Linked DNA regions of Triticum aestivum: region 1 is linked to region 2. A link is a contact called in public Hi-C data. All regions are on one chromosome and are shown on one strand. Each heading gives the region's core, a stretch centred on a gene start, on an enhancer-like site or on the middle of the called end of the contact. The rest is flanking DNA. Distances are from core to core; before and after follow the strand shown. Region 1 holds the start of LOC123099009 (nascent polypeptide-associated complex subunit alpha-like protein 2). Region 2 holds the start of LOC123099005 (50S ribosomal protein L11, chloroplastic).

Region 1 (4,492 bases), core at 1,971-4,470, 290 kb before region 2:
TACAATTAGCCTGACGTGCAGGTCCAGCTCCTCGTTGATGGCCAGCGCGATGTGCTTGGTGCTGACTATGGTCTCCTCCAGCCTGTCCAGACACTCATCTTGCTCTGCATATCATCACGCATTGTTTCAGTTCACTATAAGTTTGTTCAGTTGAGTATATACGCAGCATTGCAAGAACATATGTTGATGCACGGCAATGGATGGAGTAGCTAACGAAGCGTACCTTTCATAATGTTCCTCTGCAACTGGACAATCTCTTGGTTCTCCATGTTGGCCGTGCTCTTTATGTCCACCACCGTGCACCTGTCGTCGTTCGGTCCAAGCAGCTCGTTCCTGAAGGTTCAGAAAGTCGGAACGCAACAGGTTGTTTCAGCGTCAGTCAGGCAGGTTTTCGGGGTCAGAAATTGTTTTAAGAAAAGAGTTCAGGCCGGTCGTCGAAACTTGGCACACAGATTGTTTCATCGTTGGTCAGACTTGTTCAGAGTTCAGAATTAATTAGTTCATTCACCTGTTGGATGAGTGCTTCTTCATGGTGAACGGCGCAGCCACCTCCCTCACCTTCAGCTCGAGAGCATCGAACTTCTCCGCCAGCTTGCGCATCTCCTTCACGTTCCTGCAATGCAAATCGATTAGTGTTATATACCAATTGTACCGAGTTATTTCTGTGTATTTTTATTAGGATTTTTTATAGTAGGAGTAGTAGTAATATGTGTAGATGTGTTGCCTGTTGGGGAGTCGGTCGAGGTCCTCCCTCATGAGGCTCAGCCGGGTCTCGAGGATGGCCACCTTCCGCCGGATCTCCCCGGTCCGGCGCTTCAGCTCCAGCGACAGCGACGCCGGGACGGACCCCCTCTCGGCGATGTTCCCCATCACCTCCTCCACCAGCCTCTCGGCCTCCTGGAACCGCTTCGTCCATTGCTCCAATGGCGACGGCGCCGGCGCAAACCCTGGGCAGAGCAACACGTACCCACACGATCGGTACAGAGTTAGCACGCATTGGCTGCCGAACAAGATCGGAACTGCGAATCACGGGAAGCAAGACGAACTCGGCTGATTGGTTACCCTTGGGCTGGAAGGTCGCCATCGGGAGAGCCGGATGCGACCGGTTGATGTTGGACATTGATGTGCTCCTTCGTTCTTGCAAAATTGCTTATTCCTGATGATAGAACTAGCTATTTAACCAAAAAAATCCTGCTGTTTATGCGGTGCGGCTTGGGGTATATGATCTTATTGGGGATGCACATGAACTGTTCCTTTTCCGTTTGGCGTCCGATAAGGAGTCCTGCCGGGAGGGAGAAGGGACGACGACTACGACTTGATTCAGGTTTGCTGTTCCGGTCGTCGGTTTCGATTCGACCTCAACCCTCCGGGGAGATTACGCATGGGCTTGGGCCTCCATGACGAGATGCCAGATGCATCAGGTCGGCAAAGTCTACTTTTATTTCCAATTCCTAAAAAAGAAGGCAAAGTCTATTGTTTTTTGCCAAGAAAAAGCAAGTCTATTTTTTGTTACGAAGGGTAGTTTCATTCATACTCTCTCCGCTTCTAAATACAAGTCTTTCTAGAGATTTTAATAGGAGTACATACTGATGTATATAGATATATTTTAAAGTGTAAATTCACTTATTTTGCTTCGTATGTAGTCTATATTAGAATCCCTAAAAGAACTTGTATTTGGGAACAAAGGGAATACATTATATCGAGATGATACAACCGCAATGAACAAATGTCTGTCCCCGATGTAACAAGACGCACACATACAACAAGTCCAAAAAAGAGTAAATTGCTCAAAACCACCACATTCGGGGATAGGGTTAACGGATTATCATCGTTTTTGCCAAAACCACAAAAAACCACACTAATTCTGAACCGAGCCGCGTCTAACAGTGGAGCTGAGCCGAATCTTCCATCATGCCCACAAACAAACTAGGAATGGAATGCAAATCAAAGCTACCCAATGCAATAAACAAAAGTAACTAAGCATATAACTAAAAACACTCACACAAATGCAATTGATCAAGTGAAATGAAATTTATACCTCTCAGGTGATTCGTCGAACACGTTGTGGGTCCGGAGAATGTGATGGCAACGAATGCCGATTGGGCTGCAATCGGAGGAGGGGTAGAGTAGGAGTAGGGCTCACGTGTGTTGCGGCTTTCTTCCTCTTCATCTGGCTAGACGTGGCTGAATTGGCCCGTTGATTCGATACCGGTGAGACGACATGGGCGGGAGGTCCTACGTGGGCGAGCGGAGCTTGGCCAACCGTTTCTCCGCGGTTGTGGCTGTTGGAGGCGCTTGCGCCGCAGTTTTGCCCGACGCAGCGGGAGGCAGGGTCGGTTTCACCCGCTGGCGCCCGATTGGAATGGCCCGACCTTGGGAAGGACGATGGGGGCTTCCTGCGGCTCCATGATGACGCGCGGGCGGCGTTGGCTGGTCAGGCAGGGCGACGACAGCAAGGTAGCGGACGACGGAGGCGCAAGAGCGGGAAGGGCGACGGGTGAAATTTCACTCCTGCCAAGCCTGAGCGGGTTTTGTGTATGCGCAAACCCAAGCTACCAATACTCTACATATGCGGTGTGGTAGGCCCATTTTTAAGTTTACTGGGGGAAAATGAGTACACTCGAGTTTACAGTATCTGTTCTGGTCATTTTTATGCCTCCAAAACTCTAAACCGGTAGTAATTATTCAATATATCTCCTTTTACAATATCTGCTAGAGTTGCACTTATAGCGAGACGCAAGCGTCTTGCTTCACGTATCGCTAATGATGGGCGAGTCCAAGTAGTGACATGCAGTGTAGCTTATTTTTCTTCTCTATTTTTCATTCGTTTGTTTTTTTTCTTTTGTTCGTATTTTCAAAAACATTCTAAATACATATATTACAAAATTTAAATTTACTTAAAATAAGAAATAAAAAACTATGAATTTGAGACATGAAAAAAAAGGTTAGTGTAATTTAAAAAATGTTGATAGCATTGGAAAAAAATTGATATTTAAAATGTTTACACATTTTAAAAAAAATATAAGTAAAATTTTAAGAAATTGTAAAAAAGTGATAGTGTGTACTGCAAGAAAGTTTTTCATACCATTCAAAAAATGTAAGAAGTGATGATAGCATTTACCACTCAGCTCCCGTGGCCCAGGCGTGCTACAGTAAACCAGCCCAGCCCAGCCCAACACAGCGCGCGAATAGATAAGGCCTCCGGCGCCGCTCTCAATCGGCCTCGGCTCTCCATTCTCACTCCTTATCCTCACTCCAGCAGCACCCTCGTTCCTGCACCAACACCGCAGCATTTCACCATGGTGAGCGAGCAGACGCCGGTGACCACGGAGCCGGAGCTGGAGAGCGGCGACGCGGCGCCGGTCATCAAGGCCGAGGAGCCCGCGGAGGACGGCGCGCCCGTCGTCGAGGACGTCAAGGAGGGCGACGGTGACGAGGACGAGGAGGAGGACGAGGATGATGACGAGGACGACGAGGATGAAGACGGTAACCATGTCCTGCTCCCTTTTGCATTTCCACCTTACCTTGTGATATCTTCTTTCAGTTACACTGTGTGACCGTGTAGGTTCCATTGTTTAGGAATGATGTTAGATAGTTCGTGCAGCACCTCTGTGCTTTTGCACTGTAATTCTATAGCTATCGGAAATGAGTGGTCATGTAACGTGGTGTGGTAGATGAGCCAGATTTGCAGCTGGGGAGTAGGTACGTACGTCTGACTTGCAGTTTTGATGTGCGTGAAGGCGAGCTGGGTGTGGCCGGGACCGAGGGGTCGAAGCAGAGCCGGAGCGAGAAGAAGAGCCGCAAGGCCATGATGAAGCTCGGGATGAAGCCCGTCACCGGCGTCAGCAGGATCACCATCAAGAGAGCCAAGAACGTAAGAAGCAATTCTTCTATGTATGTAAAATTGTTCAGGCTGATTCATGCATGTTGTTAATTAAATCTTGGGCTTCAGATCCTGTTCGTGGTGTCGAAGCCGGACGTGTTCAAGAGCCCGACGTCGGAGACGTACGTGATCTTCGGGGAGGCCAAGATCGAGGACCTGAGCTCGCAGCTGCAGGCGCAGGCGGCGCAGCAGTTCAGGATGCAGGACCTGAGCAAGGCGATGAGGCCCGACGCCGCGGCGGCGGCGGGGGCCGGCGCGCCGGCCGACGAGGAGGAGGTGGTGGACGAGACCGGCATCGAGGCCCGCGACATCGACCTCGTCATGACGCAGGCCAGCGTGTCCCGCGCCAAGGCCGTCAAGGCCCTCAAGGCGCACGACGGCGACATCGTCAGCGCCATCATGGAGCTCACCGCCTAGCCTTGTTCGCTTCCTTTTTCTCCAAGTCCGGCCAGGATCTTTCCCTGCCGGAGTATCGTATCATCATGTGGCCGTGTGTTTTGCCGTGGATTTTCATCCCTTTGTTCTCTCTCAATCATATGTGAACGTTGCACCATGTTGTCAGTTTCGAGATATGCATGCGGTGTGTTTTGCCGTAGATTTGCATCCCTT
Region 2 (4,567 bases), core at 1,441-3,940:
ATGCTTCAGACTTTTCTGAGACACAAGAAATGCTTCACAGTTCAGAGTTAGAGTTGCTTTTGCTGAATATACAGGGGTACTCCTATAATGTTCAGAGTTGAAGCACACGTTTCCGGAGAATTTGAACGGTAGAAACCTACTTCTATTTGAAACCGAGCTATCCACCACTGGAAGACAAAACATGCAGACATCCACTTTTCAGATTGTTATAGAGCAATGGTGATATGAATTTCAAAATGAAGAAAATTCTAGGACCAAACATATAGCTGCAGACTGCAGACCTACCTGCAGCGCGAGAGGGCTCTACGGTACCGAAACAAATGATTTTACAGCTTTGCCCAGAAGATCACATCTGTTTTATCTCTCACACTGACCAGGTGGAAATCCCTGTCACTACAGCATATTTGCGTACAAAAATGAAGCAAAAATGTACAGATGGACATTGCTAAGGCGATTCCAGCGTGCCAGCAAATAGACTAGAAGACCACCTTCTCCTTCTTCACGAGGATCGGCGGGTCAACATCGATGCCCATGTTAGCGGCAGTGCCCGCTATGATTCTCATGGCGGACTCGATGGTTTTGCAGTTCAAGTCAGGCAGCTTCTCCTGGGCGATCGTTCGTACTTGGTCCACTGTCACCTTTCCAACCTTCTCACGCTGTGGCTCCTTTGAGCCTTTTTCAACGCCTGGGAATCAGAATTAATAAAATGGAGGTAAGGAACCATTTAGTTCACTGAGCAGTTATAAAGCCTAATATAAACTACAGTAAACAGAAAGTTGAGGAATCAACCAAACGTGTAGAAATTTTAGTGGTTAACTTATGCCTTGTTTATTTCAGAGAAACTAATGATTTATCAATCCAACAGACTCTATGAAGTTGTGCCAAGTACAGCAAAAAAGAAACTGTACATATATCACGAGTAGATGCGGTTCAAGCTTTTTTTTTGCCTACTTATTTTTTTCTACCTCTGTAAAGAAATATAACAGACAATACGACTTGTTTATTTTCACTAAAGTAGTGATCTAAACGCTCTTATATTTCTTTACGGAGGGAGTAGCTTTTTTGGCCTGCTTCTCAGTGATACAGTGCCTTATGGAATAACGAAAGCCTAGAATGACAGTTAGGGAAAAGGAAATGGACACCAAATTTAGTGAAGCTTATATACTCTCTGAACTTGGAGCCCAGTACGAACTCCAATGTTAGCTGAACAGAAAAATTAATGAGTCATGCATATTGCATTGTACCCAAACAATTCAAAGACTCCCTCCATATCAAAATATAAGACGTTTGTAGGCTACTTTAGTCCACAAAAATGTCTTAGATTTTGGTACAGAGGTAGTAAGTGTTAACTCAAGGTATTAGTTTTGTAGAGGTCCATATGCAATTCATCAGATACAGATAAAGGATCAGTCTGTCCCATGTGTGGAAAATTGGTATGCAGATAGCAACTCACAGACCACTTTCCTTGTCAGTAGGTCAACATTTTGGTATATGCATTTGCAATTAAAATTATTAATAATATCATAATGAATCATTAATCAGTCCCTCTACAGTCTGCACATACTTTTTAAACTCAACCATAGTATTCTTATACTCCCTCGGTTCCTAAATATAAGTCTTTTTAGACATTTCAAATGGACTACAACATACGGATGTACGTAGACATATATTAGAGTGTAGATTCACTCTTTTTGCTCCGTATGTAGTCACTTGTTGGAATCTCTAGAAAGACTTATATTTGGGAACGGAGGGAGTAGAATTTGAACAAGCTAGGCTCCCACAGACACTAACAAATCAATCTAGCTACTGCATTTACCTTTTGCCCAATTAACCCCATATGGCCATATATCTTCAATATGGTGCATGAACCTCAAATTATGTACAATTTGATGCTAATCATCCGGGTGCATACCTGCAGCCTTGAGGAGCAGCACTGATGCAGGGGGTGTCTTCAAGATAAAGGTGAAGCTCTTATCCTGCAAAACACAAAGGCAATGGCACACGCATCATGAGAATCAACCCACATTACCAATGCATTCTGCACACACATTTAACATTCAGACTCGGGGGATTAACCAGCAGTGCAGGCTCACATCGAACACGGTGATCTCGACGGGGATGATGTAGCCGGGCTTGTCGGCCGTCTTGGCATTGTAGTCCTTGCAGAAGGCCATGATGTTGACACCCTTGGCGCCGAGCGCGGGGCCGACGGGCGGCGCCGGCGTCGCTTTGCCCGCCTCCAGCGCCAGCTTTATGATGCCCACCACTGCAGAACATTAACCACACACATATCGGGCGCAGTTTAGCCGGAGCACTAGACGGGGGCCGCACAAGACCATGCCGGGTGGGATGAAGGTGGAGGCGAGCGCAGGCACGGACCTTTCTTGGGCTTGGCCCCGGGCTTGGGGGGCGCCATGGCCCTGACGGCGAACACCCTCCGCGCGGGCGTGGCCGCGGCCGCGAGTGCCGCCGGGCGGAGGAAGGAGGAGGGGGCGCCGAGGAAGGAGGAGGTGAGCTTCTTGGCGGTCGGGGACGGGAGCCCGTGGAGGGATAAGGTTGTGGTGGCCATGGCTGTGCGCTGGGAGGGAGGAGTCGGCTGCTCTCTGTTCTGCTCTGCTCTGCTCTTCTCTCCTATCTTCTTCTAATCTGCTATCTGCTGGGCTAAGGTTAGAGAAGGCGCTGTACAGGTGAGTTCGTCTTCGCTGGGAGGACACGGTTTTCATCTTGCCAATGACGACCCAGTTTATTATTTATTTTTTTGAGCGGTAGGACAACCCACTACTGACGCCAGAAGGCCGGGGACGGAGGAATAGGGTCGCTGATAGCATGGGCCGGCCCACTAGCTTGCTGCCCCAGTTTTTTTGTTTTTCTGTTACGAAAATAAAAATATGAAATCAAAAAAGGTTTACAGATTTAAAGAAAAAAATTCATATCTTTAAAAAAGGTTCATCAATTTTGAAAAAAGTTCATTAATTTGAAAAAAAGTTCATTCAAATTGAAAAAAAGTTCATCCAATTTATAAAAAGTTCATTAATTTTTCAAAAAGTTCATCAAATTTGAAAAAAGTTCATAGAAATTCAAAATAAGTTCATGTATTTTTAGGAAAAGTTCATTGAACTTAAAAAATCATAAATAAAAACAATTCATCCATTTTCAAAAAGATGTCATCAAATTTCAAAAAAGTTCATCGATATTCGAAAAAGATCATCAATCTGAAAAAAACTGTTGACTTTATTTAAAAAAGTTCATAGATATTTAGAAAAGTTCACAGAATTTTCAAAAACAAAAATCAACCGGCGCCTAGATGGGCCGGCCCATTTCCGGACGCCACAGGCGCCAGTTAACTGGCGCCTGTGGCGCCAAATAGGAAATGCTCACTGAGAAGGCCCATATTTCCGTCGGTGCAAAGGCCAGGACACAGGAATAAGGTTAATGGGCTTCTGAAGTAGTCGTCGCAAAGCTTCTACCTGGACCGGCTACTGCAGAAGCCCATTAACACATAATTTTTTTAAATGAAAATATGTATTTTTATGTTTATAGATTTAAAAACTGCCATCATAAATAATTTGATATTGACATAAAAAGATGTGCCTATTGTGAAAAGAAAGTTTTCATGTATTTTAACATAGATGTTCATAGCTCCAATAGCAAATGTCCACGCACTTTTAAAACATTCACATCTCTCAAAAGACATGTTTATGTATTATTACAGAACAAAAATGTAAAATGGTCATGTACATAAATGCCCATGTACGTGCCCATAAGCAAGATCACTCTTCACACCTATCCTACGCTAAAGGCAAAGAATAGGATTCAGAATCACTCGAAGCAGACACATGTGTCCATGTGACCCAAAGCATCGCACATGTGGGCCCGTCTTTAACAGGAGACCCACGTGATAGACAATGAGGACAAACTAGTTTGTAAAACATGTGAAAAGGCTTGTGTGAGTCAAACGAAAGCCCCTTTGTATCGAACAAAATGTTCACATTAGTACCAATAAAATTGTTCAACATGTAAAAAAACTTTGGGGTAAATAATTTTTAAAATTATGTTCCATCCTTATATGAAAATAACAATTTTTAAAATAAACTGTTGAAACAAAAAAATAATAGAATCTGCAGCAAAATCAACAAATAAACGTACTTGATGCAAATTAAAATCTTCTAAACATGTTCCTCACTCCTTGCAAAATGTATACTTGTGTAAATAAAATGCTCACATTTGTCAAATAAAATGTTCACACAACTTTAAAAAAATCCGTGAATAATAACTGGAAAAAAATCTATGAAATATCTTCGACCTTCCAAAAAAAGTCCATATTTAAGTACAATTAAGTAAAAGCTTCATATAACTCGAATGTGCCAACAGATAATTTTCCTTGCACTAAACCTTTTTTTCCTCTTCTCTCAACATGCTAGTATGCCACTTCAGCATGCAGTGGGAAAAGATTCGCCACAACATGCAACATGCATATTTAAATGCCCATTATCTCAAGAATCAACAGAAAATTATCTGGAGTGGCAAACTTCATGAACTATCCTGACAGACTCACGTATGTTGCATC

The links. Hi-C and Micro-C count contacts between places; a contact is called where the count stands out from the background.
Region 1: a contact with region 2 is called in a Hi-C map of leaf, with 6 times the contacts expected there. The contact joins the promoter of LOC123099009 here to the promoter of LOC123099005 in region 2. A contact is called at or near these places in 2 of 5 Hi-C or Micro-C datasets (both in leaf).

The regions. Positions count from the first base shown.
Region 1 is chr4D:498,916,396-498,920,887 of IWGSC CS RefSeq v2.1, reverse strand. LOC123099009 (nascent polypeptide-associated complex subunit alpha-like protein 2) reads left to right here and starts at 3,220. Exons shown (of 3, transcript XM_044521118.1): 1 at 3,220-3,486; 2 at 3,741-3,874; 3 at 3,953-4,492. The coding sequence starts at 3,300. The coding sequence ends at 4,300. It overlaps LOC123100579 (syntaxin-52), which reads right to left and starts at 1,295. Exons shown (of 7, transcript XM_044522487.1): 1 at 1,063-1,295; 2 at 725-947; 3 at 509-613; 4 at 224-333; 5 at 4-104. The coding sequence starts at 1,120.
Region 2 is chr4D:498,629,010-498,633,576 of IWGSC CS RefSeq v2.1, reverse strand. LOC123099005 (50S ribosomal protein L11, chloroplastic) reads right to left here and starts at 2,690. Exons shown (of 4, transcript XM_044521112.1): 1 at 2,380-2,690; 2 at 2,094-2,266; 3 at 1,913-1,976; 4 at 210-685. The coding sequence starts at 2,569. The coding sequence ends at 477.